Regions from separate parts of the Oryctolagus cuniculus genome. Here region 2 is linked to region 1. A link is a contact called in public Hi-C data. All regions are on one chromosome and are shown on one strand. The core of a region is the stretch at or near the end of the contact, and the rest is flanking DNA. Distances in the headings are between cores, read along the strand shown. Region 1 overlaps HERC3 (HECT and RLD domain containing E3 ubiquitin protein ligase 3). Region 2 holds the start of PYURF (PIGY upstream open reading frame).

Evidence for each region. A called contact is a pair of places that touch in the nucleus more often than the background predicts.
Region 2: a Hi-C map of an unstated tissue shows a contact between it and region 1, with 4 times the contacts expected there. The contact joins the promoter of PYURF here to the enhancer-like site in region 1. A contact is called at or near these places in 2 of 6 Hi-C or Micro-C datasets (ear pinna and an unstated tissue).

Annotation. Positions count from the first base shown.
Region 1 is chr8:76,972,309-76,977,107 of mOryCun1.1, forward strand. HERC3 (HECT and RLD domain containing E3 ubiquitin protein ligase 3) reads right to left here. Exons shown (of 26, transcript XM_008267611.4): 17 at 1,555-1,578; 18 at 1,372-1,461. Among named protein-coding and RNA genes, the nearest start is that of NAP1L5, 27 kb to the left of the region's middle. Within about 2 kb of position 2,578, at least 3 of the 8 cell types and tissues checked have an H3K27ac peak or open chromatin away from gene starts, as enhancers often do.
Region 2 is chr8:77,138,021-77,142,769 of mOryCun1.1, forward strand. PYURF (PIGY upstream open reading frame) reads left to right here and starts at 2,076. Exons shown (of 2, transcript XM_002717003.5): 1 at 2,076-2,404; 2 at 3,949-4,749. The coding sequence starts at 2,217. The coding sequence ends at 4,090. PIGY (phosphatidylinositol glycan anchor biosynthesis class Y) reads left to right here and starts at 4,180. Exons shown (of 1, transcript XM_008267613.4): 1 at 4,180-4,749. The coding sequence starts at 4,180. The coding sequence ends at 4,395.

The sequences.
Region 1 (4,799 bases), core at 1,328-3,827:
CTTTTCTCTTAACTTCCCCGGACTTTCAAAGTTACTTATTTTTACACAGCACTCAAATCTTGCTAATCTGGACTCCCAGAGATTAGCTAAAAGAGTTTATGAATCATGTGATGTATAACCAGGTCCAGGAGAGTAACTGAAATGAACTGAGTAAGACGAAAATACTACTGCACTTAAAGAAACATGAGAGTAGGTAAAAACTCTAAACTTTAAAAACGGTAGGAAAGGAAGCCTAATAACTACTTGTTAAAGGGTTTTTACACTTTGAAAAGTGTTCATTTTTCTGGAAAGCCTTTATTTCTTTTTTAAAAAAATCCTTTTGAGAATAAGAATTTTGAGAGACAGAAATTCCATACACAGATTCACTCCTCAAATGCCTGCAGTGATAGGGGCTGAAGTCAGGAGCCAGGAATGTAGTCCAGGTCTTGCATGTAGAGAACAAAAACCCCACTCTTAAACTATCACTCTGCCTCCCAGGTCTGCAATAGCAGGAAACTGAAGCTGGGAGCTAGAGGTGGGTATGGGAGCCAGATACTTCAGTGTGACCTGTTCTCTTTAAATATAATGGACAAACTGCCACAAAAATAGGCATATATGGATAGGTATGATTTAAATACAGAGCTACAGACACACACAAAGGAAAAGAGATGAAGAAGTTATAGAAAGTTACATTTATATCCATCAACAGTCGGGATTGGTTGATTTATATTGCCAATTCACAAATCTCTTTGTAGGCTTGTCAAAAAACAATTATATTTTATAATAAAAGCATTTTAAATAAATTTTAAAAAAATCTCTGAAACTCTAGTTTTTATTTCATAAAGGAATTACCAAATTCCATTTAATTCCCTTTGTCAGGGGTCAATAGAGAATGGACCTGTACATCAAATCCAGCCTACAGTATGTTTTTGTAGAATCCTTGAGGTAATGTGTGTGGTTTTTTACATTTTTAAATAGAAGGGGGAAAAATCAAATGAAGAATATTTTACCACATGTGAAAACTATATAAAATTCAAATTTCAACACACAGAAAGACATATTAGAATACAGCCACACTCAGTAGGTATTATCTGTTGCTGCTCTTGTGCCATGACAAAGCCAAAGGTTGTAACAGATGCCACATGACCCACAAAGCCTAAAATATGGGCTGGTGGCACTTTACAAAAATTGTTTGCCAACTGTAACTGCTGATCCACATACATGTACAATCACAAATGTATGCTCTGTTTAATATAAAGCTGGTGAAAAACTTAAAACAGGTTTAAGAATTACCATGGCATTTCATGAAAACATACTTACTCCTAATTAGAAAACTTACAACTGCATTCTTGGATGTGAGAAACACAAGAGATCATTTTTAAAACCTCATACCTGCATCTGTAGTTCAGCATCAGTCTGTAACATTTTAGTCTTAGCTTGAGCATCAAAGATGAAAGGGTAGGAACAAAGTGTTACGGTGTCCTAGAATAAAACATATTAGTGGCAATATTATCATATTCCATTGAAAATTCTGCTGGAGAAAAATGCGTAAGTAAATCTAGAAGGATCATTTACCTGGATTATAGATGGTCTGGCCTTCTGTGTAAAGAAAAATAAAAAGTCTCTTATTTAGATGACAAAATTTGAATTTTTAACCTCCCTAAAGGTATAATATAAATTTAAAAACCCATACAGCCCATCTATTTGGTAGTGGAAATAACATTTGAATGGCTGACAGAAATGTAGACAGAAAAAAGAGCAAAAGCCAATTAGAATTTTTGAGGACTTTAAAGTTCTTTTCACTTAACTTTCCATTAATCCACAAGATGAACAGAATTCTCTTTATAAGAAATCTGACTCCAAACCAGGAGCTTTACAGTCTTGACTTTGAGCCTTAGTTTGCTGGGGAAAGTGTACAATACAGACTGTATTTTATTTGTTAGCATGTTGCATCTTCCTATACACACACACACACACACACACAGCGCATTAGCCCTGGGGAAACTAAATCCTGAGAATGAATTGTGAGTGCTCTCAACAGAGCTTTTTCCAGTAAGCCATCCCTGCCTCAGTGCTCGGCCTAAAGAAGGTACTCCATCAACACATGAATGCGGTGATGAACTCTCTAGGGAGGAGACTAGCAGTGAATAAATTCAACCACTATGGCGTATATCTAGGAGGACATTACAATTTCATTTATTGGGGGGAGGGAATCTCTTCAGAAAGTTTTTGTTAGGTTACAGAACAAGCATTGTTAACAGAAGCAACAAAAACTAACACTATAAATCATGTTATTCCACAGCAATATTCCTCCAACAGAAACCGGGGATTTCTTCTCAGAGTGCTCTATGAATTTTTTAAATGATAAATGTATGCTGAATGACCTGCTTATGATAATGTCATACCAAATGATTTACATTTATTTTAATGACTGCGCTGTCAGGTTAATACTTAAAATGTCCACAGATAATGAAAAAAGCAGTCTTGGCAGGTAAATGCTGCACCTGTACCAACGAAAGGCCGCTGCAGGCCTGGGTGGATGAATAAGCTTTAGCAGCAGAAAAGGGAGCTGAGTCACAGCAGCCAGGCCTGACAGCAGGCAGTCCTCACCCACGCTGCAAGCGGCAAGATGGGCTCAGCCTCAGCAAGACTTGCCTGTTCATAACAGTAAGTCAATGCAGTCAATCTGCATCCCACTGATTTTGGCGTTTTGTCTGTACTTAATTTCTACATTTGCTTTGGCTTTATAATTGTTTAAATGCTATATGTGTGAGAAGTATATACACACCTTTTTGTGTACATGGACATTTAAATGAAATAATTTAAAGGCAATTTTAATTAAAATCTACCTTGTTAATCTTTCAGAATTAAGTTCCATTAGGGATCTTGGAATACGTCCTGAAGCTAACAAACACTAATGAAAGACAGTTCCAGTCCAGTGACACCGGGTATGGACTCCTGTACATAATTCCAGGCTGATCTGACTCACTCTCATGCCTACCAACCAAATTCCTTGGGATTGAGGAAAACAAAAAATCATCATAACAAAGCACTGTGCAAAGTTATCTTTCTATCTAGTTATCTACAAAAAAGGTACGAGCAATTTGGGAAAGTGGACTTAACACTGGTGCCAATATTCAGAATTTTTTTTTCCTTTCAGAAGAGATTAGTTGATTCTCAAATATATATTGGTGTGTAAGGTAAGGTAGAGTTTTGAAGTAAAGTGATACTGAAGAAGTGATTATCAGTGACTACAGTTAAGAGAGAAATTCTGAGAGGTCCTAAACTTTTTTTTTTAACTTTTATTTAGTAAACATAAATTTTCAAAGTACAATTTATGGATTACAATGGCTTCACCCCCATAACTTCCCTCCCACCCGCAACCCTCCCAACTCCTGCTCCCTCTCCCCTTCCATTCACATCAAGATTCATTTTCAATTATCTTTATATATAGAAGATCAATTTAGTATATATTAAGTAAAGATTTCATCAGTTTGCACCCACACAGAAACACAAAGTGTAAAATACTGTTTCAGTACTAGTTATAGCATTACTTCACATTGGACAACACATTAAGGGCAGAGATCCTACATGAGGAGTAAGTGCACAGTGACTCTTCTTGTTGACTTAACAATTTGACACTCTTGTTTAAGGCATCAGTAATCACCCTAGGCTCTTGTCATGAGTTGCCAAGGCTATGCAAGCCTTTTGAGTTTGCCAACTTCAATCTTATTCCGACAGGGTCATAGTCAAAGTGGAAGTTCTCTCCTCCCTTCAGAGAAAGGTACCTCCTTCTTTGATGGCCCTTTCTACTGGGATCTCACTTGCAAAGATCTTTCATTTAGGTTTTCTTTTTTTTTTTTTTTTTTTTTTTGCCAGAGTGTCTTGGCTTTCCATGCCTAAAATACTCTCATTGGCTCTTCAGCCAGATCCAAATGCCTTAAGGGCTGATTCTGAGGCCAGAGTGCTATTTAGGACATCTGCCATTCTATGAGCCTACTGTGTATCCCGCTTCCCATGTTGGATTGTTCTCTTCCTTTTTTATTCTATCAGTATTAGCAGTCTTGTTTATGTGATCCCTTTGACTCTTAGACCTATCATTATGATCTATTGTGACCTGAAATTGATCACTTGGACTAGTGAGATGGCATTGGTACATGCCACCTTGATGGGATTGAATTGGAATCCCCTGGCACATTTCTAACTCCACCATTGCAGAGGAAACTCTTCCGGATCTAGTGGATGTGACACGAAGGACCTATGGGGAGAGCAAGGATGCCCACCGCTTGGGAGCCCAGCCACGGAGTCTACGCATCTTTGCTGGAAGGGGAGATGAGGCAAACCCTCAGTAACCCGAGACATTGGCAGGGAAACAGCAGAAGGAGCCTAGAGGGAACAAGGCTTAAAGCCCTGCTGGGGAAAGTTCGCCAGGCTAACTAGAGGAGAGAGAGAGAAAAAAAGAAAAAAGAAAAAAAAAAGCGACAGGAGCTCCTAAACTTGATTACAGGGATCCAAGAATGGAGAAGAGGACAGGAGATAAGGTAAGACATTAACAGCTTCAGGCCAAAGCATCAGAAGTGTTCCATTTTCCCAGGTTGTTGAAACTGAGACCCAAAACCCTTGAGGTCTATCAGCAAACTCCATCACATTCTGCTTACAGACCAGGAGCCACAGCATTTCTCCCATCCCAAAGCTTCCCGGATCTGCTCTCCGCAATGCCTCTCTCCCCACAATCCATCCCGAGTCCTTCTAGCCCCTCTTTAACACCCATCTTCTGCAGCTCCTGTCTTTCTTCCTGTCACCCCTTGCCCCAGAAGTGA
Region 2 (4,749 bases), core at 826-3,325, 170 kb after region 1:
GGAACTTCTGGGTCTCCCACGTGAGTGCAGGGGCCCAATGACTTGAGCCATCTTCTAATGCTTTCCCAGGCCATAGAAGAGAGCTGGATCGGAAGTGGAGCAGCTGGGACTTGAACTGGCACCCATATGGGGATGTAGGCACAGCGCCAGCCCCAGAAGGAAGTTTTATATTATTAAGAAATTGAGTTCAGGGGATGGCACTGTGGCATAGTGGGTTAAGCTACCATTTACAGCACGGGCTTCCCATATGGTCGCCAGTTCAAGACCTAGCTGCTCCACTCCACTTCTGATCCAGCTCTCTGCTATGGCCTGGAAAGCAGCAGAAGACAGCCCAAGTGCTTGGGCCCCTGCACCCACATGGGAGACCCGGATGAAGTTCCTGGCTTCCTGGATTTGGCCTGGTCCACCCCTGGCTCTTGTGGCTGTTTGGGGAGTGAACCCGCAGATAGAAGATCTCTTTCTCTCTCTCTCTTTTTCTGTAATTCTGACTTTCAAATAAATAAATAAATCTTAACCCAAAGAGTAAGGAAAATACTTTGAAAATATTTCTCTCTGTTAAAAAAGAAAGAAATTGAGTTCACAACAATGTGTCACCTGCCATTACCTGCAGCAGCTGAAGCCTTTACCCTGACGCATTTCTACTACAAAGCCCTAAAGTTTCCAAAGCACCTGGTGTCTTTCAAAGTTGTTTTCCATCACATTCCAGGCAAGAGATGCAATCACTGGTCACCCTGAACTGGCCAAACCCTACCGCAAAAATGACATCTACACAGGGATTGCCCAAGAAGGGTTCAAAGGTCATTGTTTGCTTCCTTTTAGTGCTAAGACCTCCACCCCAGGAGGAGCTTAAGGCTCATGCCGTAACAAGCAATGTACGTAAGAGCATGCTTCCAAACGGTGCAAGCGCAGGCTTATACCCCACCGTGTGTAACCACAAAACATTTCCTCTTGAATAGTCATTCCCCACCCCAAATCAGAGGTACCTGCTTTCCTTGCGTAGGGAGCCACAGCTTTTGAAATGATTCCCCGTGGTCTCTTTTGCTGCACACAGAGATTACTCTGCATGACTCCTCCCAGTGCAGCTTCTGATTCCCACTCATCAGGAAGTGAACCCACTTTGGGTTAGGTAACAGCTGGTCCCACTGCAAGAGTCCTAAGCCCTTCCTTTCAGGTTAAGTGTTGCTTTTTAAATTAATTTATTAATTAATTTTCATTTTATTTGAAAGGCAGAGAGACAGATCTTCCATCCTTTGTTTCAATTCCTAAATGCCAACAACCAGAATTGGGCCAGGTTGAAGGCAATAGGCTGGAACTCCATCTGACTCTCCCATGTGGGTGGCAGGGACCCATCATCTGCTACCTGTTAATGTGCATTAGCAGGAGGCTAGAACTGGAAACTGAGGTGGGACTTGAACGCAGGCCCTTAAATATGGGATGCAGGAGGGGCCGGCGCTGTGGTGCAGTGGGTTAACACCCTGGCCTGAACCGCTAGCATCCCATATGAGCGCTGGTTCTAGTCCCGGCTGCTCCTCTTCCAACTCAGCTTTCTGCTATGGCCTGGGAAAGCAGTGGAAGATGGCTCAAGTCCTTGGGCCCCTGCACCCACGTGGAAGACCTGGAAGAGGCTCCTGGCTCCTGGCTCCTGGCTTCGGATCGGCGCAGCTCCGGCCATTGCAGCCATCTGGGGAGTGAACCATCAGATGGAAGACCTCTCTCTCTTGCCTCTCCTCTCTCTGTGTACCTCTGACTTTCAAATAAGTAAATAAATCTTTAAAATAATGATAATAAAAATATGAGATGCAGGAGTCCCAAGTGCCAAATGCCAGCCTCTTAAACTTTTTTATTTTATGATAAAAAAGAGAAAGCCAAACAGGTTACAGAAACTAGAAAGTAAGGATTTACATCAAACCAATTAACTGTCAATACATCCAATCTGAGTGTCTTTGCACTCTCAGGTGGAGATAACACGTAACTCCAAGCTTAATACTGTGGACCCCACTTAAGTCACGTGACCTCAGCGCAGCGGTCGCTCGAGGCCTCTGGGTCCAGGCGGCGGCCCTGAGCGGCCCCGGAACCAAAGCGCCAGCCTCCGCCGGCGCCCGGGCAGCGTTTCCCCGCGCACCGGAGGGTAAGGTCTGGCCTGCGGGGCTTGAGCGGCCGGGACGCCGCGCGGCTGGCGCAGGGCGCGCCGAGCGGGGGTCGCCGGCAACCTGACGATGCTTAGTGGAGCACGCGGCAGGCTCGCCTCAGCGCTGCGGGCGTCGGGGGTCGGCCGTAGGTGCCTGCACGCGACTGGGTCGCGGCCCTCGGCAGATCGGAGCGAGCGGGCGGGGCAGCCGCCCAGCGCCTTCGACCCGGCGCTGCTAGAGTTCCTGGTGTGCCCCCTGTCCAAGAAGCCGCTCAGGTGAGAGTGCCCGGCGTCGGGCTTCCCTCCGCCGCCTGCTGTGGCGGGGAGAGGGCAGGGGGAGCGTGCGGCCTCCCAAAGCCGCTGCGGCGCGGGGGGGGCGGCGTTCGGGTCAGCCCAAGTAGTCTCCGCTGCCATTTTCCGGAGGCCGGAGCGGGGCCGAGTCCCACACCTGCCACATCGAATCGCCGGCCGCAGGCCGGGGTCGGAGCCTTTTTGGGGGTCCGCCACTGGCACCGGCGCGATGCGCTCAGCGGGCGGATTCCGGGACGCCCCCCACCACCCCGGCCCAGCCCCAGGCGTGCGGCGAGGCCTGGAGAAAGGTCCCGCGGCGATTGGAGGAGTAAGAGTCTGACAAGTCCAAGGCATTCAGGTTTCTAAGCCAAGACGACGGCGCCGCGCCCTGCCCTGCCCTGCTGACGCCTGACACTCTTGCGCTTGAGCCGCGTGTGCTGCCTAGAGGCTCGCTCAGTTGCGGGCTAGCTGGTTTCTGCAAAAGCCGCTTTAAGCCTAGACCCAGTTCTTGGGGACACAGCGCTACAGTTCCAGGCTATTAAAACTGAATATGGACAAAACTAGTATTTCCTACGACATAAACTAAACACTGAAGTGTTGCCAGTGGTGGTGGCGTTTGGTGCAGCGCCCACCGCCAGCTTGGGACACCACATCCTGAATCGGAGTTCCTGTCTGAGTGCCTGGGTCAAGTCCTGTCTCCCCCGGATTCCAGCTTCCTGCCAATGTGCACCTGGGCCTCTGCCACCCATGAGGGAGACCGGGATCGAGGTCCGGCTTAGCCTGGCCTAGTCCTGGCTGCTGAGGCTGATCAGGGAGTGAGCAAGTGAATGAAGATGGCGCTCCCTGTACCCCGCCCCCCCATCTGCCTTTCAAATAAATAAAAACAAATTTTAAGAAAATGTTCTCTCTGGTTATCTTTGGGTGGTACATTGCTAGCAAGTTTTACTTTCGTATTTTCTAGTCTGTTTCTCTGTAGTGCACAGTCCATTTTAACCCTTGAAATTCCCATTTGATCTGCCTTTCAGCTCACTGATAGCTCCCTGCACACTCACTGGTTTCCAGTTTGTTTCTGCCTTCTCCTCTTTCTCAATTTTTATTTTGCATATTTTTATTTTTTCAGTGATTCCTTTCTAATAGATCAGTTAAGTTTCTTTCTTTAGGATTCTGAAATTGAGAAAGTTGAGTTTTTCTCTACTTTCTGTTCCAGTAGTTAAGTAGACTGGTTTTGGAGTTCACCAAAGTAATGGGGAAATATTTGGGTAAAAGGAGAGCTTTTGTTACTGATAGTAAAAGTTAAGTTATAACTGGAGAATAAAGTGAACAAGAGCATCAGAGAGAAATTGACTAGAAAGGAGACAGTTATAGGGTCTAAGAATTTTCTAAGGGAAATAATTGAATTGGCTGTTGCTAGAGATTACTCTGGGATTAATACTGTGTCGAGAATGGGGAGTGAGGTTACTTATTGAGCGTCAGGCTCTCCCAGGCATTTTGTTTTCCACAGCTCACTTTATCCTTTTTCCCCCTCTCAGATATGAAGCATCAACAAATGAATTAATTAATGAAGAGCTGGGAATAGCCTATCCAATCATTGATGGAATTCCTAATATGATACCACAGGCAGCAAGGATGACCCATCAAGATAAGAAGCAAGAAGAAACGGAGCAGCACTAGACCATTATTTTTAAAAACCACAACACTAACTGTTCTCAATACCATATCCGTTTTAAAACAAGGTGGCAGGGGTTAAGTGGGAGAGGAGAATGTTTCTGTCTCTTCCTACACTGACCGTCCTTATCCCACTAATTTCTCTCGCAGGTCTTTTCTACGCGGCCTCTGTGGAAGAAAACTTCCCACAGGGCTGCACCAGCTCCACCAGCTTATGCTTCTACAGCTTGCTCCTGCCCATTACCATACCAGTGTATGTGTTCTTCCACCTCTGGACTTGGATGGGGATTAAACTCTTCAGGCATAACTAAGGGAGCCAGAGCCAAGGTGGTATATAGATTCGTGATATGTCTAGGGCATCCACCTCCGCAAGCTCAACTAGGTGGAAATGCTGGAGACACACTGCGTTTGCAGGAAGGATGCTTTGCCTCGCTTCTCAGGATTGGGCCTACGAGAGACTTAAGCTGCAGAAGTGTCTTTTATTGTACTCTAATTCTGACAGCCCTTGTGTTTCGAAGGTCCTGACATAACTGCTGTGTAGAAGGAACCTTGTAACAGAGTGTCTTGTTGGAAGGTAACAACCCTAATGCACATCTGGTGACCACTTCTTACCCCATTCATCTAAAAGTTAGCCATTTGTAATTCTGTTTGTTTAGCTTCAAGCT